Linked DNA regions of Mus musculus: all the other regions are linked to region 4. Evidence: chromatin contacts called from public promoter capture Hi-C data. All regions are on one chromosome and are shown on one strand. The core of a region is the stretch at or near the end of the contact, and the rest is flanking DNA. Distances in the headings are between cores, read along the strand shown. Region 1 overlaps Vps41 (VPS41 HOPS complex subunit). Region 2 overlaps Vps41 (VPS41 HOPS complex subunit). Region 3 holds the start of A530046M15Rik (RIKEN cDNA A530046M15 gene). Region 4 holds the start of Cdk13 (cyclin-dependent kinase 13).

What was found. Promoter capture Hi-C pulls out the DNA fragments that hold promoters and counts their contacts.
Region 1: a contact with region 4 is called in a promoter capture Hi-C map of hippocampal neurons, with 4 times the contacts expected there. The contact joins the enhancer-like site here to the promoter of Cdk13 in region 4. A contact is called at or near these places in 9 of 39 promoter capture datasets (the 3T3-L1 cell line, cranial neural crest, embryonic stem cells and 6 more) and 4 of 115 datasets of contacts at active chromatin or transcription factors (astrocytes, embryonic forebrain, neural tube and 1 more).
Region 2: a contact with region 4 is called in a promoter capture Hi-C map of hippocampal neurons, with 3 times the contacts expected there. The contact joins the enhancer-like site here to the promoter of Cdk13 in region 4. A contact is called at or near these places in 6 of 39 promoter capture datasets (the 3T3-L1 cell line, 3T3-L1-derived adipocytes, cranial neural crest and 3 more) and 4 of 115 datasets of contacts at active chromatin or transcription factors (astrocytes, embryonic forebrain and embryonic stem cells).
Region 3: a promoter capture Hi-C map of 3T3-L1-derived adipocytes shows a contact between it and region 4, with 6 times the contacts expected there. The contact joins the promoter of A530046M15Rik here to the promoter of Cdk13 in region 4. A contact is called at or near these places in 4 of 39 promoter capture datasets (the 3T3-L1 cell line, 3T3-L1-derived adipocytes and neutrophils) and 1 of 115 datasets of contacts at active chromatin or transcription factors (pancreatic cancer cells).

What each region holds. Positions count from the first base shown.
Region 1 is chr13:18,820,720-18,826,891 of GRCm38.p6, reverse strand. Vps41 (VPS41 HOPS complex subunit) reads right to left here. Exons shown (of 29, transcript NM_172120.4): 11 at 3,015-3,112. Among named protein-coding and RNA genes, the nearest start is that of Vps41, 110 kb to the right of the region's middle. Within about 2 kb of position 2,266, at least 16 of the 459 cell types and tissues checked have an H3K27ac peak or open chromatin away from gene starts, as enhancers often do. A contact at or near this core is called in hippocampal neurons, where this site is marked.
Region 2 is chr13:18,855,321-18,861,920 of GRCm38.p6, reverse strand. All of the region lies in intron 25 of Vps41 (VPS41 HOPS complex subunit), which reads right to left. Among named protein-coding and RNA genes, the nearest start is that of Amph, 90 kb to the left of the region's middle. Within about 2 kb of position 5,305, at least 54 of the 459 cell types and tissues checked have an H3K27ac peak or open chromatin away from gene starts, as enhancers often do. A contact at or near this core is called in hippocampal neurons, where this site is marked.
Region 3 is chr13:15,803,999-15,810,177 of GRCm38.p6, reverse strand. It overlaps A530046M15Rik (RIKEN cDNA A530046M15 gene), which reads right to left and starts at 2,935. Exons shown (of 5, transcript NR_046131.1): 1 at 2,729-2,935.
Region 4 is chr13:17,801,001-17,807,173 of GRCm38.p6, reverse strand. Cdk13 (cyclin-dependent kinase 13) reads left to right here and starts at 2,077. Exons shown (of 14, transcript NM_027118.1): 1 at 2,077-3,736. The coding sequence starts at 2,523.

The DNA.
Region 1 (6,172 bases), core at 1,017-3,516, 1.0 Mb before region 4:
TAGATCACCTGAGAGAGAAGACCTTAGCTGCAGAGGGCTGTTTAACACAAGCAATATGATTAGTGTGAACAGGGAACTAAATTTTCAATCTGATTTGACTATAATTAGCATAAATAGCCAGTGACTACAGTTACTGAAAGTGAAGCCCCGGTTCACGACAGACGGGAAAGGTGAGGTGACAGGTTTGAGGACCAAAGGCTATGAAACACAGATCACTCACTCACTGGGTTCTCAAATGAATCCTGGAGAGCGATTAAACATTATTATTCTCAGTTTTATAGTCAGAGACTGAGGGTTAAATAAGATTTAAGCTAAATAAGTCAATGGTAAGGCTGGAATGTTCAGAAAAACTGAAACTTATGGTCAACCGTAGACTTCCGGATCAAGCGGGCTCTGACTTGGTTTTGTATTTTGGGGATATGGGCCTGACAGGCATGAACCCCATCTGCCATCAACCTGCAAAGCAGCAACAACACACACACACACTGGACCTGGTATGGAGTGAGAAACAAACCCCAAACGTCTGTCTCTTACTTCAGACATGTGGAAGTTTGAACGTGGATTTCTCTAAGCACTGTTGTTAACCAAGAAGCCATTATACCGGCCTTGTATCTCACAACAGTGCTACATCAACTGACACTCAACTATAGATACACCATAATTTATCAGAGCTTTGAAAAATGTGAAGGAGAAAATATCAATTTTTAACAAAAAGAATGGAGGAGAAAGACATAAATATTTTTAAAAACTGGCTGTAATGAAAATGATAAAAAATATCAAAATCATGACAAAATGAAAAACAGCTGAAGTTTACTAAATCATACATGAAGTTTTGAAGCTGAGGGTGTAGCTCAGTGACAGAGCACCTGCTAAGTAGGTGGGGGATCCTGCAGTCCGATCCTTAGCACTGGGATTAGGAAAGAAGAAAATGTCTTTTATATGTGTTAAGGGGTATGTAACTAAGGTGGCTCTGTCACTTTACGGCCCTTGCTCCCAGTAGTATGGTCCATGTTCCTATCCATGAGCTTCTCACGAGCACCGATTTAGTTTATCATCATCCCCTAGTACTTGGGGAAAATTTAATTCTTAAGACATGCGCCTTATCAATGAGGGAAAGAAAAGCAGAAAATTGGGGAAAGGCTTAACAAATTCGGGTACTTTAACTAGATAGACTAGCATCTATCTTAAACAGTTCACAAGGAAAACCACACGCACAAGCACATGCACACGCACACACACGCACATGAAGTGAGAATAATGCACAGAAGAACAAGGGTCCTCAAAGGACCAGTGACTGCCAGAGTGGAGACAGGTGTGTGGACGGAAGGCATCACACGGGAAACACAGGAGGCTATTAATGAAAAGCGCATAGAAGCAGCCAATGAACATCTAATAGGCACAGATTTTCAATATGAAAACAGAAATTGGTAATGGTGTGCCCGAAACTGACTGTCGTCCATCTACCCTAATTTTATTGTTACTCTGTACTTAAGAAACCACACACTGATGTTATATAAAGTGAATCTCCATATGCTGCACGCTAACACTTCCTTCTTTCTCTGAAAAGCCGTCGTGCGGATTCTGCCCAGTGAGGACAGCCTTCCCTGGGTTTTCTCCTTTCTCACACCCTTCATTAACACACATTTCCCAGGCTTCTCTTCCTTTTCCCTTCGTATTTTTTGATCAGCTGTTTATTAGGCTTCCCCTTCCCATTTTATTGCTTTTCCCCTTGCTTTGTTCAATCCCATCCTCAATCGGCCCCACCGTCCTCATCAGAAAGCGCTGCTCTCAACTCCCCCAGGAACCTCTGCCTTTCTGTATTTTCAAAAAATAAATAAAATAATAATAAACGGATGTCCTGCAATAGGGCTAGAAGCCAACCCTATTGATTTTAGGAGGTTTGAGGGTTCACTTAAGTCTACAGCGTTTCATTGCCTAGCAACATGGGCACCGAGAGCTTCAGTTACTATAGTGATGGCTCCCTAATGCAAGTGTTCTCTCAGAGAAAGGCTCAAGTGCAGCCACCACTTGTCAACAAGGGCTCCCTGGGCTTTGCTCCCTATTTTTTCCTTGCCATTTGAGGGGGTAAGGGAGAGGAGGAGGAGGAGGAGGGAGGAGGAGGAGGAGGAGGAGGAAGAAGAGGAGGAAGAGGAGGAAGAGGAGGAGAAAGAGGAAGAGATAAACAAGAAGTGTACACTTCACCTGCCTGCGTACGATGAAGGGCTAGAGAATCAATTGCCATTTCTTCTATACACAGCACCCAAAAGGAAATCCTTCACAAGCTCTCCCTGTTCAGGCCTCGAGGCAGCCTCTCGCCAGTTCCAGCAGGACCCCTGAACTCTAACAAAAGGCAAACGGCATGCCACTGCTCTGGGCTTTAAAGGGAGCCTGGGTGTCCCTAAATCCCAGAGAAGAGCTTCATTCCAGTGTCATCAAAACAAAATTTTGATTTTTGCTGTTGCTTTCCGCTAGCAACACATTACAATGTCTATCACCTGCATGGATAACTGAAGCAGCAACAACCCTTTCCAAAGCAAGACCTGGAACCGTCAGGCCTCTGAGAGGTAGACATGTCTGGGCTCCAGGAAAGATGAAGCTGACCTTTCAGAAACTCACTCTGAGCACTGGGACCCCTGTTGTCACAGCGACCAGCTTCATCGCTATCCTCTCTGCTAATGTAATGGCAGCATACTTTCCTTGCCATTCAGCAAGAGGGAACCTTTATTTCTTTCAGCTAAAATATCAAGTGACTGATGAAAAAGAAAAACAAAACAAAACAAAGAAGACGAAAACCCTGTCCTCTTTGTGCAGCAAAGGGAACAAAGGCAGGCAGTGAGTGGGACCTCTGAAGGTAAAGATGCTAGTCTGCAGGGTAATTTCTGCTAGGCTTATTTCATAGGTTGGAAAGTTCTGCTTGGATTATAGCAATCTCCCCTGACAGGCAGCCTGACCTGGGTGTGATGCTAAAAGCCAACTCTTCCATATCCCTCTGTACCTGGGGAGAAGATAATTACCGTTTTTTCTGAAACCTCCTTTACGTAGGAAAGTACAACAAGCTGATCACAGAGAGGTGCAAGTCCACTAATGTAGAATTCAGTTTCAAACTGAGACACTGCAAACAAAAGGCAGAAAGGATTCACCATTAAATGGAGCATAAAAGTGCACATGACGGCAAAGACACAGTGACTCTGAGTGCTACAATGCATTTAAAAATGCTTAAAATGGAAATAATGCCCACTCCCCTGATGTGATTATTACACATTGTGTATGTGCTGAATTATGATACTATACTAAATATGCGCTGTAGTGTGTCTCATGTTAAAGTACTTTCACCATGCAGCACTGAAAGTGCTTTATAACCATCCATCTCAGGAAAGACTTCAAAGTTGACATTATAGACAAAACGAACCCCTAAATGGCAAGTTGTGAGTGCTCCCCTGTGCCAGGTAAGTTAATAAGAGCGTCATTGCACCACATGAAGACTCTCTGAAACAATAAAACCTAACATCGATTATTGTTAATAATAAAATAATAATTAAAATTATCTTTTTTCTTACAGATGAGGTGCAGTGGTACAAACAGTACAATTATGTTTTTATTATTATAAAACATTACTTTGGTTTTGGCTTTAGACATTTTATTTAAACATTTTTGCATACTTATTTATATACAGAGAAAAATAATAAGCTTTTCAAAAGTGTACTTAAAACTTAAGAAGAAATACGTTATTATAAGTTAAGAAACATGCACACTAAGGAAACGGTTCTGTGTGTAAGACGGGACTCTGCAAGCATGAGAACCCGAGTCCAAATCTCCAGCACCCACATCAGAGCCAGGCATGGACACATGTGTCTACAGTCCCAGATTTGAGGGCCTGGGTTGGGGCGGACAGGCAGATCCCAGAAGCCTGCTGGCCAGTCAGCTTAACTAAAATGGCACTCTGGTTCTGTAGAGACCCTGGCTCCAGACAATAAGGCAGTTGCAGAGGAGGATACCCTATTCCCTCTTTTGGCTCCACAGGTTCCAACACAAAGGAGTGCTCTCACACAGTCAAATGCAACCACCACATACACACGGGGCACTGTCAGGCCAGGCAGTGCAGGACATTCCCAACTCTCCAAAGGCTAAGGAAAGAGGATCACCAATTCAAAGACTACAGCATGTATTCAATGCCAGCCGAGGTAACTTGGTGAGCCCTTACTTCAAGGCAAAACATACAAAGGAGGCTATGGCCACAGCTCGGTGGTAGACTGCTTGTTTAACATGGATGAGATACCCTGTCTAATCCTCACTCCTGGAGTCGGGGAGGGTGTGTGCACTTATCCCATCACCCAAATGTTTTGTAATTCAGCCAGCCTCTGATGGCCTGAGTGGTGCTGCACTTCTGGCTATCACCTATGATGGACGTACTGTTTTTCCTGAGTTGGCAGAGCTCAGTGTGCCATGGCAGAAGGGATGTGAATGCTTGTGAAGTCTATAAACCTGGGTCATAACTTCAATGAACGAACGTTACATTCTATGTGTGAAATGCTCTCATATGAAAGAAGAATCAGGAAAAGAGGTAAAACCGACATGCAGATGGAAGGGGGTGAGAGAACGTTCTTGCTCTTTTCTCTTTCCTTGTCCATCAGGTTCCCTGCTTCTCTAACCCTCACTTATCTTACAGGCAGCTTCATAATTTAACTTTTATATTCGAGCAGGTGACTGAAGATGACTACCATAAACTTTAAGAGAGGTAAGTGTTTTCTGACCGTCCTTTTTAGCCTAGGTTGGCTTTGAAATTGCTATATAGCTGACGACGACTTTGAGCTCTGCTCCTCCCGAGTCTACCTCCTAAGTGCTGAGATTACAGGAGTGCCACCGTTCCCAGCCTAAGTGGAGAGAGTAGCTCCCTTCTCACTGACTGGACGGCAGGAGTGGGCTTGGTGTCCAGATACACATCCACGGGCCGAGCTTTTGCTCTGGCTCTGCCACTGACGTTCTTTCCGTCTGTAAGCTTGGGCTGAGGATGTCCTATCAAGACACACAGAAGCAGTTTTGATAAAGGGCTAGCATGGGACAAGGTCACAAATAAGCTTATTTAAGAACCATTTCTACCTTAGTCACAGTTTGGAGAGGGGCATGTCCAGTGTAGACAGCTGTTTCTAGAGATGCTTCCGTGCAGGGTGCAGCGTGAGAAGCCATGAGAGAGAATGATCTACACGGGTCCACACTTGTATCATTTACAGAGAAGATGGTAATCTCATCCATCTAGAGTAAGTAAATTAACGATAGAATTTGGTGGCCACTGTTCCAGCTATGCTGGTATAAATGGAGCTGATTTCTGTCTTACTAAATCACAGTCTGTCACTGAAGTGCTACTACAGTTTCCTTGCCGATAGGTCCCGGGAAAGAACAATAATCCAGAAATGCCACAAAAACCCTTCTCATGAGGGTCAAGAGCAGGCCTATTTGTGCCTGCGGGCTAATCATGCCCAAGGGAAAACAGCATTAATCACAAAGGGGTGGTAGATATTGAGCTGTGAGGACTGTGCCCTCTGGAGATCATATGGCCTGCCCAGACCACCTGACAGATAATGTGAAGCAATGGCTCCTAAAAGTAACTCAATTTATATCAAAGCTTGGTATTTTAAACACTAAGTATAATGCACAAAACAGAGAAATTAAATTAGGACAGTGTCCTAGGCAAATCTTCACTCTCCACCCTGATTTCCTTAATCTACAATGCTTACATAAATGGCATAGAGATCTCATGATCTCTGAGATCCTGGCTAGAAACATTAATGTTCTCAATAAAACAAGAGAAGACTGCAGGAGTTCATGTGCACTTAGCACTTAGACACTAAGCCAGCACCCAGCACAGCACCACCTGTGGATTAATGATCACTTAGAATCACAAGGAAGTATGCAACCAAAGCAAGCAGTCAAGAAATATAGGAGTTATCAGCGTCTAGATAAAACTAAGACATCCCTTGTGTTGACTCATTCCCTTACACCACACACACTCTTCTTAGAGAAACAAAATCCACAGTGATGGCAACACTTGGTGTGACTCACAATGAAGAGTTCTAACTGCTGTCACCTTAGCTGTGGCTACTCTGCCACCCACTGATTCCTCTCCAGTAAGACCCACAAAAGAACACACACACACACACACACACACACACACACA
Region 2 (6,600 bases), core at 4,056-6,555, 1.1 Mb before region 4:
CTCCCCACAGCAACCACACACAAGGACCTGAATTCCCCTGCAAAGCCCTGGATGACGACAGCTAGCTGCAGCCCTCCTCAGTTACATGACAGGACACATTTGGGACCCAAATGTGGGACCCAAAAGCACCCGTGGCTTTCAGTCTCTGTAAGATGCAAGGCTTAGTGATTTTAATCTTCTTACGTCTACTTTGATACTACTTGTGGAGGGGCTTGCCTCCATTTTCATCCTTTTTATGAAAATGTGGTACATTTACACAATGGAGTACTACTTAGCTATTAAAAACAATGAATTCATGAAATTCTTAGGCAAATGGATGGAACTAGAAAATATCATCCTGAGTGAGGTAACCCAATCACAAAAGAACACACATGGTATGCACTCACTGATAAGTGGATAATAGCCCAGAAGCTCGGAATACCCAAGATACAATTCACATACCACATGAAGCTCAAGAAGGAAGACCGAAGTGTGAATACTTCCATCCTTCTTAGAAGGGGGAACAAAATACTCATGGGAGGAGTTACCGAGACAAAGTGTGGAGCAGAGACTGAAGGAATGATCACCCAGAGACTGCCCTACCTGGGGAACCATCCCATAAAAAATCACCAAAACCAGACACTAACTATTGTGGATGCCAACAAATGCTTCCTGACAGCCTGTTATATCTGTCTCCAGAGAGGCTCCACCAGTACCTGACAAATAGAGGTGGATCCTCGCAGCCTACCACTGGACTGAGAACAGGGTCCCCAATGAAGAAGCCAGAGAATGGACCCAAGGAGCTGAAGGGGTTTGCAGTCCCATAGGAGTAACAACACTATGAACTAACCAGTACCCCTGGAGTTCCCAGGGACTAAACCACCAACCAAAGAGTACACATGGAGGAACCCATGGCTCCAGCCGCATATGTAGCATATGTGGCCTTGTTGGTCATCAATGGGAGGAGAGGCCCTTGGTTCTGTGAAGGCTCTATGCCCCAGTGTAGTGGAATGCCAGGGCCAGGAAGCATGTGTGGGTGAGTTGGAGAGCAGGGGGAGGAGGGAGGAGATAGGGGGGTTTTCAGAGAGGAAACCAGGAAAGGGGACAACATTTGAAATGGAAATAAAGTAAATATCTAGTAAAAAAAATAAAAAGGAAATAAAAATGTGTCTTAACTCTATAGGGATCCTCCTGGCCCAACACTGGCAAATGCTAGCTTTACAGATGTGCTTAAGTCTAACTGTCCTGTCAGATTCTCCTAAAAATGTAACATTACTTTTGTTTTCAGCTGGTGTATGCTGCCTGGTTGGTGGCTCAGTGTCTGAGAGATCTCGGGCGTCTAGGTTAGTTGAGACTGCTGGTCTTCCTATGGGGTCTCCTTCTTTCAGCTTTTCCCTAATTCAACCACAGGGGTCACCAGCTTCTGTCCACTGGCTGGGTGTAAGTATCTTTCAGCTGCTTGTTGGGCCTCTTGGAGGGCAGTCATACAGCAGAGGACTGCCTGGTCTGGCCTCAGTCAGAGAAGATGCACCTAACCCTCAGGAGACTTGAGGCCCCAGGGCATGGGGAGGGGTCTGGTGGGGTGAGGTGGGGACATCCTCTTGGAGACAGAGGTGGGGTGGGGAGGAGGTATGAGATGAAAAACAGTTAGAGGGCAGACCAGGAGGGGGATAAAGACTGGATTGTTAAAAAAAAAAATAGAGAGAGAGAATAATAGAAAAAGAGAAAATAACAACAAAACCAAATTTAAAAAAGTTATGGTTTTTATCAGAAGTCACTACAGCATACAGAAAGAAGAAGAAAAAGAATACAGCAAGAAAGTTATCTACAAAATATTGATGCTGACAAGCTTTCAGAAAATAGGTCAGTAAGTTCATGAAGCTGCTGTCCTCCAGCATCCAACTAATCGGCTCAGTTCTAGCTCCTCTGGTGTGGGCTCTGGAAGCACTGTGACACTCTCCAGGGCACACCGCCTGGGCAGTGACAGATCAAGGGTACAGCCTGTGGAACAAACACAGGCCACAGGCTGCAAAGAAAACAGAAAGCCAAGGACAAAGCACTTTCTAAGCAGGTACAACCTGCCTGCTCACAGACAGAATTGGCTAGGAACACTGACAGTTGTCAAGAACCTATAAGAAGGAAAGGGACAATGATACTTCTTGCCTAACCTGATCAAAATCCAAGGGTCTACACCAAAGAAAGAAAAAAAGAAAGAGAGAGAGAGAGAGAGAGAGAGAGAGAGAGAGGGAGAGAGAGAGAGAAATTCTAAATGTCACTGTCATGACCAAGTATGGCAGCAATCAGAAGGTAAGAGTCCCTTGGCAACAGTCTGACTCAGCTCCAGCAAGTCTCAGGCAAGCAGGGAGCCAGTGTGTTAGACAACAGTATACTGCTGTGCGAGCGCTCTCTTTTCCGTGCTGCTTTCCCTCTGATGTCACTTCCAGAAATGAAATCAGTTTGAACTGTTAAATAAGAAAGAGAAGAGGTAGGGTTGGTTCATGTATGGAGCTGACACAGAGATGGGCTTCATTAAGGAAAAGGGCACTGCAACCAAGGAGCTATGATCGATCGGGAGAGTAGGAGAAAGGGTCAGGTCACTCTATCAGCGACTACACGTGTGGAAGATCAAGGGGAAGGAGTGGCTTACTTCCAGGCATGGGACGGGGATGGAGAGAAACATGAAAAATTCCCAAACAAAGGAAAATGTCTGACTTTCGTTTCCTTTGGGGAGGTGGTGAAGTTCTTCACTACGTGATTTTAGTGTGGACTGTCCACCATGGAGGAGCACGGAGGAGCCAGGTACCAGGACAGAACATGCAAATTAAGAGCTGTGAAATCACAGCACCATAGCTGACCTTCCCAAAGACAGTTTGCAGGCTGTGGGGTCTGGCCTTTCAGAGTGATGAGTGCATTAAAGGGTCTGACTTATGGGCTAACGGAGACATCTCTGTATCTATGAGATCTCACCATCTGCCAATAAGAGTCTCATGATTATCAACCTGGCTTAGCAACACTTCTCACGTAAGAATTCTCTCCAAGATAAACTAGTGCCTTCCCTCAACTTCATAATGCCATTTCTATCTCAAAAAATATTTATTGACATTGCTCAGAAGGAACAATATTACCTTTTTAGAAATCCTTCCTTATGGAAGGCCCTTCTATTGTCCCCAGATTATCTACCCGTAAGGACCAACCTTTTTCCTCGTCCTTTCAACCGCCCTTGTTCCTCTGCACTTTCCCTTTGTCCTTTGTTTAAAGAAGCAAGCCACAACTGCAATCAATGGTCCACATTCCATGAGTAAGAACATCCTTATGGCGTCAACAACTGACAAGAGACCTTAGGTTTGCTCTGTATTTTCCACCTGATTTCTCTATAGCACATCACCATGGATGATAATCCCAAGTAAATGGAAAATTCTAGCCCCCACATATATTTCACAAAGCAATAAAGAGGCACATATCAGAGAAATCATTATGGCTCTGCAGAGACAGCTGCTGTGGGGGCGGTGCTAGAACTATGGCCAAGTTTCTACAGCTTTTATTTGAAAAGACTCTCAACTTGCCGGCCTTGCCTTATTCACTTTGCATGTCCTTAGAATGCAACTGGCTGCCAGCTGCCTAGCATCCGAGCCCCATGGCTCTCCTCACTGCAGCCTGGCCATGGCCACTTCACTCTTGCTGGATTATTATTACCAAACGTGACTAAGCCCAGACAGAAAAAATAAAGGGAAAGATAACTATTTAAGAACTAAATGAATCAAGGAAGCGATGGCTGGCTGGTACAAGCCACCTGCATCACTCAAATGTCGTGATAAGATCAAACTGAAATAATATGTAAAGAAAGAAATCCATTTGGTCTTAAAAGCTTATTTTAGGAATTTGAGAGTTTAAAATCCATCTTAGGAAAAATACAGAAAGGTTAGATAATTAAAAGTGAAAAAGAAATTTGTCCCTCCTCTAAAAAACGATGAACAAGAAAGTCATCCATTTCTGTAAACTGATTTGTGTTTTCAATTCTAAGTAGAAAACTACTGGGGAGCTACAGCAGCAAGGCTGAGAAGAGGGAAATACCTTTGCAGATCTGCAGAGGGCTGCGTGCCATGGGGGAAGAGGACTCATTCCACATCACTTGCTGACATGCACAGGGCCAGGCCTCTGCTTACAACAGGCACTCAGAGGTACAGTCCAGGGCTGGGTCCCTGTGCCTCCTGCCTCTTTAGGAACAAGTTCAAACCGGCTGCCTGTCTTTCTCCAGAGGTGTAGTCATGAGGGAAAAGCCAGGAAGTGGTTCTCATTGGCCGAGCTTTGAGGGATTATGTCTTAGAGTTGATGCAGTCCTGGATGAAAATGGTCTGGCATTTCCTCTGCTGGCCTGAATTTAAAACTAGTTCAGTATCGTACCATACCAATATGTCATTAACCTTCTGAAGTCTCAGTCTTCTACTCTGAGCAATGGGGCTAATGATAATTTTAGACCCATTATGGACCTAAAATGTCTGTCAAAAACAAAGTGGTTAGTGACAAAGCACTGATTTCCATTTCCCTAATACCCTCAGTATCTGAGGGTGTGAACATGCTCAATTCTGTTACCTTTCAGAGCTGTCAGGTTATAAAGTATGAAAAGGTCACATGGCAAAAGCTGCCGGAGTTTCCCATAACTACTCTCCTCTCAGTTAACTGCTGACCCGCAGTATCTCTCACGCCTTAAAGAACTCTAGGTCCTCAATGCACAGTCTGTTTGAGAAGGAGACTGAGACAGTACACAGCAGCACACCTGACCTCTGTGTGAAGACTCTTCATATCATGCTTTATATCACACACAGCATCCTTGGAAACTCATAGGTCTGTAATATCACCCTCAAACTTGGGGGATCTATGGGGTTGAACTCTTATTATTAATGAGAACATAAATTATAGCTTTATGAAACAAACAAAGACCCATACAATGAAATAAAAGTATGTCTGTCAGGGAACAGCAAAAGGCTCCAGAGACCTGGGATATTTTTACATGATCCCCCAAAAGGTTGCTTAGGCAAGTAGATAAATAAATGGCTACTAATAAAAATTAACAGTCAACATACACGGGGAGGAAGATGGTGGGAGGGAGGGAAGGAGAGGGAGAGGGACAGGGAGAAGGAGAGGGAGAGGGGGAAGAGAGAGGGAGGGGGAGGGAGAGGGGGGAGGGAGAATGGAGAGGGAGAGGGGGCAGGGGGAGGGGAGTGGGAGAAGGAGAGGGGGGCAGGGAGAGTGGGGCATGGAGAGGGAGGGGGTAGGGGGAGGGAGAGGGAGCAGCGGGTCAGCACTAGTGTGGTTTCCCTGGCTCTGCCCTTCCCTCTCCCACCCTTTTCCTCTGAGTAGTAGTTTTTCTACCCAGTGGCTGATGAGTAACAATGGCTCTCTGAACCCATTGGTAAACAAATTCTGGGTCTCTTAAAATCAGCACCCAACTGCATATTTACAGAACTAAGGAAAAGCTCACTATATATTTGTAATTAAGAAGATACTGGTACTATTTTAGAGGACCATTTTTATGTTAAACATTTGTTTTGTATCTAATGCTTTGTATTTCGGCTGGCTCAGCACTATGCAAATTTGTTCATAGAAGTGAATGAATAGTGAGACTGCAGCAGGGCGTGTGAGCTCCCATAGAAGAGCAGAGTGAGGGACATGCCAGCTGCCTTTGCTGGCATCAGCGTCGAAGGGAGGGACTGGCAACACAAGCATGGTTTCACCCCAAAAGCCCGGCTCTAAGCACCAGTCTAACCATCCTACTATCATATACAGATGCTACCCTAGCCTCAGACACTGCCGTACGTTTAGACTTGCTGTCTCAAGCATATTCTGCTATATACCTCCCTCAGTAAGAAAGGGCCCACAAAGCACAGGACACTGTCAGTCTCACTCACAGGGGATTAAGGGCATTACAAGGTTGGCTATGGCACCATTTCCCCCAAAGCGGATTTCCAAGCCTGAGATGTTCTGCATACCTAGGGAACGGCATAAAGTAGGCACTTCTCTGATCCCTGCTCCTCCCTATTGGCCAGTTCTTAGATTCTTGTTCTCTTTCCCTTTTTCTTTCTCCCTCAGATCATATCCCTAGGATTATCTGAAACCCTCCAAAGGCTTTGGCATAACTACCAGCCTAAGATTAGGCCTCAGTTCTCTGGCACATACTTCTTAGGTAATCCCATCCCCTACATAGTGCTTCCAAGTGAAGGTTCTGGACTGTCTACCCCAGTCTACAGAAAGAAACCTTCTCCTTTCACGCTGTGCCTTGCAGTCACACCACAGTTCCCCGAGGACCACGAGGATGCTGACATCTCCTCTGTAGTCCCCTTGTCTGCACCAGCCATTTCTTAGAGTCCGTTTGGTTAATTCCACAGGTCCAAGCTTCTCAATTTCTCACCTAACTCAACTCTGACCACCTCTATCCCCACCCCACTTTTGAATACCTTCACTACAGCTATGAGGATGTTATCTGTCCTGCAGGTTGTCTCGCTGATTCTTGGTGCATCATCCTGAGTTCAGCAGGCCGTCCTTTACCTTGCACCCTTCACAGTGACTAGCAATCTGATCTGATTTATCTACATCATAATGTTCTTCTTACAACCTGTATATTGT
Region 3 (6,179 bases), core at 1,686-4,185, 2.0 Mb after region 4:
GGCCTAGCAAACACAGAAGTGGATGATGATCACAGTCAGCTATTGGATGGATCACATGGCCCCCAATGGAGGAGCTAGAGAAATTACCCAAGGAGCTAAAGGGAACTGCAATCCTATAGGTGGAACAACAATATGAACTAACCAGTACCCCGGAGCTCTTGTCTCTAGCTGCATATGTATCAAAAGATGGCCTAGTCGGCCATCACTGCAAAGAGAGGCCCATTGGACTTGCAAACTTTATATGCCCCAATACAGGGGAACCCCAGGGCCAAAAAGGGGGAGTGGGTGGGTAGGGGATTGGGGGGGTGGGTATGGGGGACTTTTGGGATAGCATTGAAAATATAAACGAGGAAAATATCTAATAAAAAATAAATTTAAAAAAAAAGAAAATTTTAAGTGATATGACAGGAGATGCTGGGTTTCCTGGAGGAAGTCAAGACTGGTTTACACCAGTAATCTCTCAACATTACAATTTTCTTAAGTAAAGAAAAAAAATCAACATTCACATCTAATACAAACTCAAACAAAAAGTACCTAAATGTGATAAACTCTGTTTATCAAGCCTAACAGCAACAATTATTCAAAAAAAAATCATTGAGGAGTTGGGTATAATAGCACTTACCTGTAATCCCAGCACTCAGGAGCCTGAGGCAGGAGGATCATAGTTTAAGGCTAGCCTGGACTACACAAAGAATTAAACACACACAAACATGCATTCATCAAAAGTTGCATTTCTAAGCCACTGACTTAAAAGCAAAATGAATAAAGATAACCCTGCTACCTGTGCCTATCCAATATTTTAGATATCCTAGTAAGGATTAAGTTAAATAATAAAATGAAAATTAAGTAAAATAACAAAAAAAAATAAGATTGCATTTGTAATCTTAGAGCCTACCCCTAGTCTTGAGTGGAATGTGCCTATACATATATATATATTAATTTTTAAGTAATAAAATTCTTGTGACAAAAAAAAAAGATTTCTTGATCATTCATTGCTGTAGTAATGACATTATTCAACCTATAGGGCTTCCAGAGTAATACTAATATTTGTACAATGAAACATTTAAGTACTTAAAATTACCTTACCTGTCGTTTAAAATGCTACTAGTAAGCATGCTACCAGCAGAGAAATAAGTAGAAATTTTGAGTCATGGGGATTAAGAACAGCAAGAGATGTTCTAAGGCTCCCCCCTTTACTCAATGGAACAAGAGATAGGAAGGAACAGAAATGGAAGGTAGGGTAGAATTTTTAGGTGTGTTTTTGAATGGTTTTCTTTTGACCAGAAAGAAACTAGAAATGTTTAACTAGAAATTATGTTTAACTAGAAATCATCTGTGCATATTTCTATTCCACACATATTATTCAAAATTTCAAGCTACAGTTTCCCCTTTTCTAAAGCACTTTCAGCAAAAGCATCAAACCCAGCGCCCATGTAAAACCAATTGGTACCAGTTGGTGTGGCCCCACCTTCCTTCCCAGTGAGGATGGAAACCCAAGACAGGGAATTCCCAGAGCAAGCTGGCCAGCTATACTCACCTACATGATGAGCTTCTGGTCCATAAGAAGACCACAGATTCAATCCAAAAGGTAGAGAGTGATTGAGACGTCTCATGATAGCATCGTCAGGCCTCCTCACAAATGTGCCCATACAAGCATCCATGCATACAAGCATTAAGCATCCATGATCCAAGCATACACATACAAGCATCCATGAATAAGAATACACACCACATACACACTTGCACACACACACACAGAAACATTTACATGAGCATTAAATTATCAAAGTGGCCATCTATATTATGAAACTTATCTATTCTGTTCCAAAGGCAGTGCAGTGAGTTATCCACGTATACCTTTGACGTAGATGATGGACAGAGAGAGCATTGGCTTTGGACTTCTGGGTCCAAGGTTGATGTTTAAAATGAAGAAACAGAGAGAGGAGTGGATTGGGCAAGATGGGAGGTAGCAGGGGAAGGCTAGGAGGAGAGGAGGGAGAGAAAACTGAGGTTGGGATACAAAGTAAGTTAATTTTAAAAAATGAATAAAGTCTAAGTCTATCATGAACTAACTATATGAGCTGCAGTTGGATCTGTTTGCTTAACTACGAATTATTTCCACACAGTCCTTGTAGTCATAGCTCCTGTCAATCAGGTCTCAAGTCCACATGTCCCTATACGAAGATTTTCTTTTTTTTTTTTTTTTTTAGTACCCCATCTAAAATGGTCAAAATGTTTTGTCTGAATTGAGATACTTTATCATTTCATGATTTAATCATTTATCTGTTTATTGTTTCATTACCAGTCACTCGGGTAAAATAGAAGCTTTAGATAGGCAAAGAGCTTACCTGCCCATTTTTTTCAGGATACTGGATCATCCTGACATAAATTAGGCACTCAGTTTCTAATGAATGAATGAATGAATACAAAAAGCCCATACTAACATTCCTACTTCCCTTCAGTCTCTTCTGAAGAACAGAAAGAGCAAAAATGCATGCCTATAACTTTTAATTGAATGAGTACTGTTCAAACAGAACCTTTTATTACTTTCACACTGGTTTTCTTTACAAAGGAAAACTACATATTATTACCTATAATACAGAAGTGATTGATAAATTCTATTCAAAGCTAATAAATGATAAACATGGAAAGCAAGATGATCCTCCAATATTCCAAGACAATTTCCCTTAGAAAAACCTGAAGGAAAGCAAATGAAATTTACAATTACCATTACTACAGGATCTGTGCCATCCTCAATTATGGTTTTTAACTAGAATCAATTCAAACATCTTTGCCGCTGAGGTCAGTGGAACTTGGGGAACTGAGTTCTTCCCACAGCATTCCATAGGGAGTCACCAAGACAAGAGAGGGTAAAGAATACCATGCCAGTATGTGCGTCTGTGGGTCCGACATCCTCTGCTGTCTTCTCAGATCTGACTCAACTGGCCAGTGATGACTGAGCAAGTACAGTCAGACCTGACCTTACTGTGTGACTCAGGTGTTTGTGATCTTTCTCAAAGCTGACCATACAAAGTCTTGCCTTTTTCTCAAGGCTTCATGATTTAAAGAAGGCTGTCGAATAAATATCAGGCTGGAGTCTTGCTCAATGTGTTGTCACCGCCTGAGTATGAATTCCTTAGCCACTGAGTCACTTGCTCTTCCTAATAAGGCATGCAGACTTGGAACACTCTGAGATGTCAATGTGGGATCTTCTAGATCCACACAGCTTCCTAAATATTATGAAAACATGGTGGTTACGATTATAAGCTTCTAATTCATCCAGGGCTGTGTTCGGAGCTCATCAGCTCCATGAGCTTGATGACTTGGGTCAGTTTTCATATCTCTCTGAGCTTCAAGTTTCTCAACTTTGAATGTAGTGATAGAGGCTAGAGACACAGCTCTGTTGGTAGCATGACTCAGTACCACACACAGACACTGATCTTGTGATCCACAGCCCCACATAAAGCATAACTTGGTGATGTGTGTGCAATCCTAGGACTTGAGAAGAGGAACCTGAAGGATCATAAGTTCAAACTAATCCTGAAGTACATCGTAAGTTCAATGCCAGCCCGGGCCATTTGAGATCGTATCTCAATGTAAATAAATGAATAAGGAAATATATGATTGGTGATGATCTCAGGTAACTTACAGAACTGTCTTTAGAATTCATTGATGAACACAGCCCTTCACATGATCCCTCACACATTAGGCTTAATTGTGGCTAAATATAGCATTTCATGACTTACATAATGCTAAGTTATGTAAGTGAAATATATGTATATACATATATATCACATATATATTTCATAGGTTGAAAAAACAAACAAGTTTCTTTGAACAATTATCTTAGTTTTCAGATAAATGCAGGAAAGGAGCTTTGATTCTTAACTAAAGTCTTCTTTAAATGTTTTGCTATCAACTATTTTCTTCAAGTATATGTGTGAGTGTGATGCATGGGGAAAATAAATTACAATTAGATACACATCATTGCATCCTATTACATGCAATAATTACACATATGCGGTTTAATTATAAAGCAGTGAGAAATACTTCACACACTGGGTGGACTTTTATATATATATATATATGTGTGTGTCAGAAGTAGTCTCTAAAATTCTCTCCCTGCCTCTGTCTCTGTCATCTGTCTTTCTCTGTCTTTGTCTCTGTCTCTCTCTGTCATCTATCTCTGTTTCTCTCTATGTCTCTCTCTGTCATCTGTCTGCCTCTCTCTGCCTGTCTGTCTCTGTCTCTGAATAAGACACTTAGTTCACAGTAGTTGTGGTTTAATCTTTGTGGTGTGTAGACATGAGAATAGGTCTGTGATTCTCAAAATGAATCGCTAGGTCATTGACTCTGAGAGATGATAAGTGGTGTTTGGTGCTCCAATTATGTTTGAAAAATCATAGTAACATGTATTTACCATAATATTTTTCATGTGACTTGAGCTCTGGCTTGCTAACATTTATTTCCTAGAAGAATGAAGCTTTCTTTATTTCTCAAATATTAATTTGAGATTTTTTTATCATTAAGTATATTATGGGTTTGAGCTCTAAGAAATTGTGTGTGTGTCAGCATGCACATACTCATGAACTAGGGAATAATGAGAGATTGAAAGAGAGATTGAAAGCAAGAGAGAAGTATTGTGTCGTAGTGTATACATATGTGGTGTATAGATGTATACGTGTGTAGTATATACCTATATGTAGTCATGTATGCAGTATATTCATCTGCATGATTTAGATACATGTATGGTGAATACATATGTGTGGTTTTTGCATGTTTGTAAATATATACATGTGTGTGATGTTCACATGTGTGTGGTGTATGCGGTACATGCATGCATATGATGTATACTTGAGGTGTATACATATTTTATGAGGTATATGCATTTGTGTGATGTATGTATATGTGTGGTATATGCTTGTAAATAGTATATGCATATGTCTCGTGTATGTTTCAATGTGGTGTATGAAAGTGTGTGGCATATGCATGTGTAGTATATTTGTGCAGAGACAAAAGAAGGATGGTATGTCTCCCCACCTAGCGCCTTGAAAAATGGACTCTTGCTGAAGCCGAATTTCACTGCTATTTTTGGCTTGTTTGTTTGTCTTGGCTATGCTGGCTACCAGAAAGCCCCAGCAATCTTTTTGTCTCCACTCTTTGTAACACTGTATTTACAGGTATAAATGCTATCATTATCATGTGGCTTCTATATGAGGCAGGTATCCAAATGTTGGTCTCATATTTGGATAGCAAGCACTCTTGCCCATGAAATGTATTTCTAAATCACTAAGAAATATTTAGTGGAGATACCCCAGTACTGAATCCCAAAGCTCTTTCTTCTCTATGTACCCTCCAGTCTTTTCCAGAATCATTCTCTAGCCTTCTCACATAATTCTCTTTTGCTACAGTATAAGCTTCCAGATATTTCCCAGCAATCCTGCACTTTCAGTGTTACCAGGACATTAATCAGTGTGTGTTGATAATTGCTAAGATTATCCTGATAACTGCAGAAGTGGACAGATATGACCTTGTCTTTGTTGGCAGAAGGAAAAGATGGTGTGGGGCCTTTCTACAACGTTTAGTCTCGGTGTCGGTCAATAATGTCAATTAACAGAGCATCCCTTCTTGGTAGGCTGGATGCTAATAGAGAAGCAGTCATTGAACAATATTGTTTCTAAAATTTGACCAAATATCAAAAAGAAAGTAATGACTTGACCTTTAAATATTTCTGGTCCCATTGTAAAGTAAGTAAATATTAGGGTCTTCCATAGCATCTGGCAAAAACTGCACAAGCTACATTGGAGCACTCTGCCCTTCCCCTCTTTCTCTTTTTCTCCAGGATCTTTCAAGAAGGTAGTCCAGGAAAATGTCTTCCTTCTAAATTAAATTAGTTTTATAATGTGCTTCTACTTGTCCAGAAAGTTAAAATGTTTACTTTATCCATCAGATTAGGCAAAGCATGACTGAGGCTTGGGAGAGGAACATGCATGCTGTTCTCATGAGTCACAGTCAGGGCCACTGAGAGGAATGAAAGGCACACTTCGGTGATACATTTCAGGCTGCAGGAAACAGGGGAGGTGGAAAGGAGTGAAACCTGTAACCAGAAACTGTCTGACAACACTCACTGCAGAGGAGGCTACCTCTGGCCCATTTTATAACTGTGTGCTAAGAATATT
Region 4 (6,173 bases), core at 828-3,327:
ATAATTACATGAAAAGCACACTAACAGCAAACTGAAAAAAAAAAAAACCCAAAACCCCAGTTCCAAGTGGCAATTTAAAAATCTCTTTCGATGAAGGTAGCAGATATTCTTATAGAAACATCAAATTTAAAGATAATTTCCATTACTTTGGAGTTTGAATCCTACTAAAAGCATTTCCAAGCAAGTGAGCTTGAGGAAAGATGGCAGAATCTTATTAAGATATTTTCTTAAGTTTTCTACTCGCAGCCTGGAGTAACCACTATACATTCACTATGGACCAAGTGTTTTTTGTACGGACAAGAACAGATGACATTCCTAAGTGCAGTGAGTAGCTTATGCTAGAGGAACTATTATACAAACATCTATTTGCCTCTTCTTTTCTATTCCAGCCTTATTTCTGTTTTTTTCTTGGCAAGATGGGATGGGGGAGAGGGTGTTATTATGTAGAGTTCTGATAGGCCAGAACTCACCATCGTCCTTGACCTGTTTTAACCTCCATTGTATTGGGAATAGACATATGCCATTGCATCAGGCTTTGAAAAGCAGCATAATGGGACAGGTTGATATTTTTCTGAAAAGCTCTCCTCCTTAGTACTCCGAGTTAACAATGATGTCAAGAAGAAATTTGCTTTAGGTAACATACTTCTGAAATTTCGTTTCCCAGTATCTTTGCTTTGCCCCCTTCTGTGTAGAAGGTTCCACTGGGTGTTCCACTCAGGCCTGTCTTTGTCAGAAGTAGCTATTCAAACCTATCTTCTAGCAAGTATCTTTTGTAAACTTCAAAGTCTGAGCTTCCATCAGTTTGTGAGATGATGCTGAGGTCAACTTGATTACTAAGTATTTAAGAACTAAAAGCCAGCTGATGATCTGAATAAATTTGTTAAGGGGTAATTACATGTACCCACTGAGCAATGTTTATCTTCTTTCCAGTATTAATGACCAATAAGCCTTTTAGATTTTAATCTAATTACCCCGAATACCTAGCCTCTAACTGAAGGGCAATCTTAAGGCAAGAGATGAGGGCATTATGTAGCTGACAGCTCATAGCTTTAGTTAGATATAATTACAGGTGAAAGTACAAAGAGGGCAGCTTCCACTACTACAAAATGTTTTTAAGGTTCCTGGGATTTTTAGTAGTCCTCCTTGATATTTTGACTCATCTTTCAGATTTACTTAATGCTTTTGCTTTATAAAGAGATTTACTTATTTCATGTATGTGACACATCAGAAGAGGGATCCCCATTACAGCTGGTTGTGAGCCACCATACTGTTGCTGGGAATTGAACTCAGGACCTCTGGAAGAGCAGTGAGTGTTCTTAACCTCTGAGCCACCTCTCCAGCCCTGTGTAAGGCTTTTTAAAGGTTCCGAAACGTCAGTGTCGCGGAAGCTCGAAGCTATGAACACCAAGTATATTTTTAGGTTACGATGGGTCCTTGAACTTGGGCGTACGTGAGTCTAGTCAAGCTAACGTCACATTCGCCCTCTGTGGGGAGTCTGCTCTCACAGATGTTCCGATCCCGTGGCTGGGGAAAAGGTAGTCGTCAAGGTTCTCCCGGGTCCTGCCGTGACCTTTTCACTGGAGGCGAGCAACAAGCGCCATGAGTGGCGCCGGAGGGAAGGCCTCCAGCGACAGCACAGCGCAGCCCACGCCTCCTCTCCTTTCTTTAACCCTGCTCCTCCGTCCCACCCCTGCCGGAAGTGGAGTGGCTCCTCGCGTCACTTCCGGTGACGGCCAGGGTCCCGGCGGGCGCGAGCACGCAGCACCTCCCCTCGCCCGCGCTCGCTCTCTCCATCGGCGTCCCCGAACGTGACGAGCGTGCGCGCCGCCGACCTAGCGTTGGGTTTAGGGGCAAAAGTCTTGAGGAACGCGGCGAGTGGGTGGTGCGCGGCGAGGGCTCGGCCAGCCAGTCGCGTCGCCGTCCCGCAGGGAGAACGCGGAGGGCAGGGAGGGGCGAGCGGCGCGCGCGGAGCCCGCGTGGAGGGGCGGAGGACAGCGAGCCGCGCCCCCGCTCCGGAAGCTGCGCGCAGTGCCCTCGGGGCGCCAGGCCCAGGCCCGTCCGAGCGCCGCGGGGTGTCGCCGCCGCCGCCACAGGACGACGTGGACGCGCCGCGGCCGGCCGGCGACGGAGGCGTGCTGTGGTCGCGCCCACTGCCCTCCCGCGAGCTCGCCCCCGACGTCAGGACGATGGAGTGAAGCGCGGCCCGCGGTGGCACTTCCGCGTTGCGCCGCCGGAGCCCGAGGCCGCCGCCGCCGCCGCCACCGCCGCCGCCCGGCACGGCCGGCTTTCCGCCGAGGATAGGATCCTCCCGCGCCAGGCCCTGACGCCGCTGCGCACACACCGCGACTGGAACCGGGGACGCGCGTCCCGACCCGGATTATCGTGGCGCGACTCCCGGCCGGCCCTGCTGCTCGCTACCCCTCCGCCGCGGCTGCCGTCCCCCTTCCCGGCGGGGGACATGGCCAGGGTCTGACCCCGGAGGAGGCCGCACCCGCGCCGCACTCTGCGGCGGGCTCTAGGCGATGCCGAGTAGCTCGGACACGGCGCTGGGGGGAGGCGGGGGCCTGAGCTGGGCCGAGAAGAAGTTGGAGGAGCGCCGCAAGCGGAGGCGATTCCTGTCCCCTCAGCAGCCGCCGCTGCTGTTGCCGCTCCTGCAGCCGCAGCTCCTGCAACCGCCGCCGCCCCCGCCGCCTCTGCTCTTCCTGGCTGCCCCCGGCGCGGCCGCCGCCGCAGCCGCCGCCGCCGCGGCCTCCTCCTCTTGCTTCAGCCCGGGCCCTCCTCTGGAGGTCAAGCGGCTGGCGAGAGGCAAGAGGCGCCCCGGAGGGCGGCAGAAGCGGCGCCGCGGGCCCCGCGCCGGGCAGGAGGCGGAGAAGCGCCGGGTCTTCTCGCTGCCCCAGCCGCAGCAGGACGGCGGTGGCGGTGCCAGTAGCGGCGGGGGTGTGACCCCGCTGGTGGAGTACGAGGATGTGAGCTCCCAGTCCGAGCAGGGGCTGCTGCTGGGGGGCGCCAGCGCGGCAACGGCGGCGACGGCTGCCGGGGGAACGGGGGGCAACGGCGGGAGTCCGGCCTCCTCCTCCGGCACGCAGAGGCGCGCGGAGGGGTCGGAGCGCAGGCCGCGCCGGGACCGCCGCAGCAGCAGCGGCCGCAGCAAGGAGCGCCACCGCGAGCACCGGCGGCGGGACGGGACGCGCAGCGGCAGCGAGGCCTCAAAGGCCCGCAGCCGCCACGGACACAGCGGCGAGGAGCGGGCGGAGGCCGCCAAGAGCGGCAGCAGCAGCAGCAGCGGCGGCCGCCGCAAGAGCGCGTCGGCTACGTCCAGCAGCAGTAGCAGCCGCAAGGACCGGGACCTCAAGGCCCACCGCAGCCGGACTAAGTCGTCCAAGGAACCGCCCTCGGCCTACAAGGAGCCGCCCAAGGCCTACCGGGAGGACAAGAGCGAGCCGAAGGCCTACAGGCGGCGGCAGCGGTCCCTGAGCCCGCTGGGAGGCCGGGACGAAAGCCCGGTGTCCCACAGGGCCTCGCAGAGCCTTCGGAGCCGCAAGTCCCCCAGTCCGGCGGGAGGTGGCAGCAGTCCTTATTCCCGGCGGCTGCCGCGCTCCCCGAGCCCCTATAGCCGGCGCCGCTCGCCCAGCTACAGCCGCCACAGCTCCTACGAGCGGGGCGGCGACGTATCCCCCAGCCCGTACAGCAGCAGCAGCTGGCGGCGCTCGCGCAGCCCCTACAGCCCAGTACTCAGGTGAGTCCTGTCCCCCCAACCCTAGGAGGCGGGGAAGGTGGGGCGAGGCGCCTCTGGTTTACTCGGTCCGCTTCCCAGGCCAGCGCTCCGGGTCGGAGGGTGGGTTTCTAGCGGAGAGGGGAGTGCTGAATGCACCTGTGAGGGTGGGAGGGACCAAGCGACCAGCCTAGGCAGGGATGAGTCCTAAGAGTTCAAAGTTTTTAACTTGTTGCTTTTAACTGTCAGCAGGTTAGTGCAAAATGCTCTCCTTTTCCAGCATTGCTATTTTGGCTTAATTTGTCTTAATACCTGCTTATGGAGAAAACGTCACTTTGTTGGTGCTTTACTAATATACAGGGACTTATATTAAAGAGCAATCAGATTCAGGAGGTGATGTCAGTTAGATAAGGATTGCAGATGTTTCATGTGGTTAATACGGGGATGGGAAAAGCAGCTTTTGTAAAGTTTAATACTCAAAATACATGTAAGTAGATGTTGATAAAAATAGTTTGAAGATAAATTATATATGAGAGTGATTCTTGTGTTGGGTAGGTTTTTTTTTTTAAATCTGATCTTTCAAAGTCATGGTTTTAAAAAGGAGGGGGAAATGACAGCTATGTCCAGTACCCAGTTGCCAATAATATATATAAGTGGATATAGTGGTACAGCGTAACTGCGTGAATGGCTTAGTACATTCTCAGGCCACTATAAATCTGAAACTGCTCACTGTAAAGTTAGGCCTTTTAAGTAATAACAATTCTCATGAACGTGTTCAGAAATTTTTGTAGAGATAATATAATCTGAAATTTGAATACTGCTTTTATATAGCTGTTAAGCCATTGTTATACGGTAACAGTCTGAAAATGTGTGTATATTGATACATATCTATTTTGTAGAGTGAATTAAAAGTAGCTTTTGAGTACTTTGCAGGTCTTGTAGCTTCTTATATTACTTAACATATTTGGGCCATCTAGGTTTTATGGTTTGGTAAACTAGTCCTAGGATTGACTAGGTTTTTAAAGTTTTATAACTTTATATAGTCATTTAAGTATGTAATGGCAATTTAAATAACGTGGTTAGATTTGGTAAGGTTTAGTAAGGTTGGTGGTGTGTACTACATAGTACAGTTTGTGTGATTAGGACTGCATGCTTAGCAAATATCTAAGAGCACATATTATATGTCAGTGATAGTTTTGGCAGGGCAGTGTAGCAGTGAAGAAAGACAAAGTTACTGTCCTCATAGAGCTAGCATATAGAAAGTACATTTACTAGGGAGTCTTCATGGTGTGTGTATTGACCAGCTGTATTTCCAAAGGGTTCATTTTTGGAAGAAGCTTTTCAGTAATATTGGTCAACATTTCTAACAACTGGCTATGTGGTTCACTCCTGAATACATCAGTAGGTGGGAACACATTGTTTGGGCAGTCTTTGTTGGACTTGAGTTCAGAGATGATTTTCCCAGTTTCTTTACTGCATGATTTGTTAGGCTTCTTAGCAAAACCATTGACGACTTAGTTTGCTAAACAGTAATATTTAATACTTGCCTTTTTATTTTATAAAGTATAGATTTCCCTAAAGAAATCTAAAGTGGTTGAATTGTGAATAGTTTGAATTGTTAAAAGTCTTCATATGGAAATAGAAATCTGCATCTGTGTATAATGCTTTGGAATGTACACAACAAGTTTGTGAACTAGTTCTTTAAATCTTGGAAGATAGTTGTCATGTTTCCAGGTCTTCTCTCTGGGCCAATAGCTTTGGAATTTTTTTTTTATTATTATTACAAGGTATGGACTTCAGGTTTTTTATTTTGTTTTTGTTTGTTTGGTTTGTTTGTTTGCATTGTGTTGCTTGTTAAATGCTATTCTTAAAATTTGAGGACCAGAATTGATGACTAAATAGTTACTTGAAAAACAAGATTTAGAAAAATAGCAAATGTACTTACTGCTGAGGAACATGAATTCACTTGTCCAGCTTAATGCAAAAAGTTTTATTTGTTTCTAGGTTTAGTAGTAGAGTCAGATGACTGGCTCTTTAATGAATAGACGAGATTGTAAGCTCCACAAGTGGCATCTGGCCTGTCTTCCCCATCATTGAATTCCTAGTGCTCAGCACTGTATTTGGGTGGTTATACACTCTTAATAATCGTTGAATAGGTAAGTGAAGGGATGATAGATAGAGTTGACTGAACATAGAATCTACCACTGTGACTCTCTATTACCTGCTTCATTTGAATAAATAATTAATATAGACAACGTGCTATGGTATAAGAAACTTCAATATGACATTTTCCAAGCCCACATACTGATGAATTACCCATGTAGATTTTTTTAAAGGAAGTGTATCCATACTCAATATAGTATTGAAATCATGTCCCAGAGCGTAACTGATAACTCATAGAATAAATTCTCTGTTCAAGGGACTACCATACAACATGCTCTTTGCCTGCATTTGTGTCTTC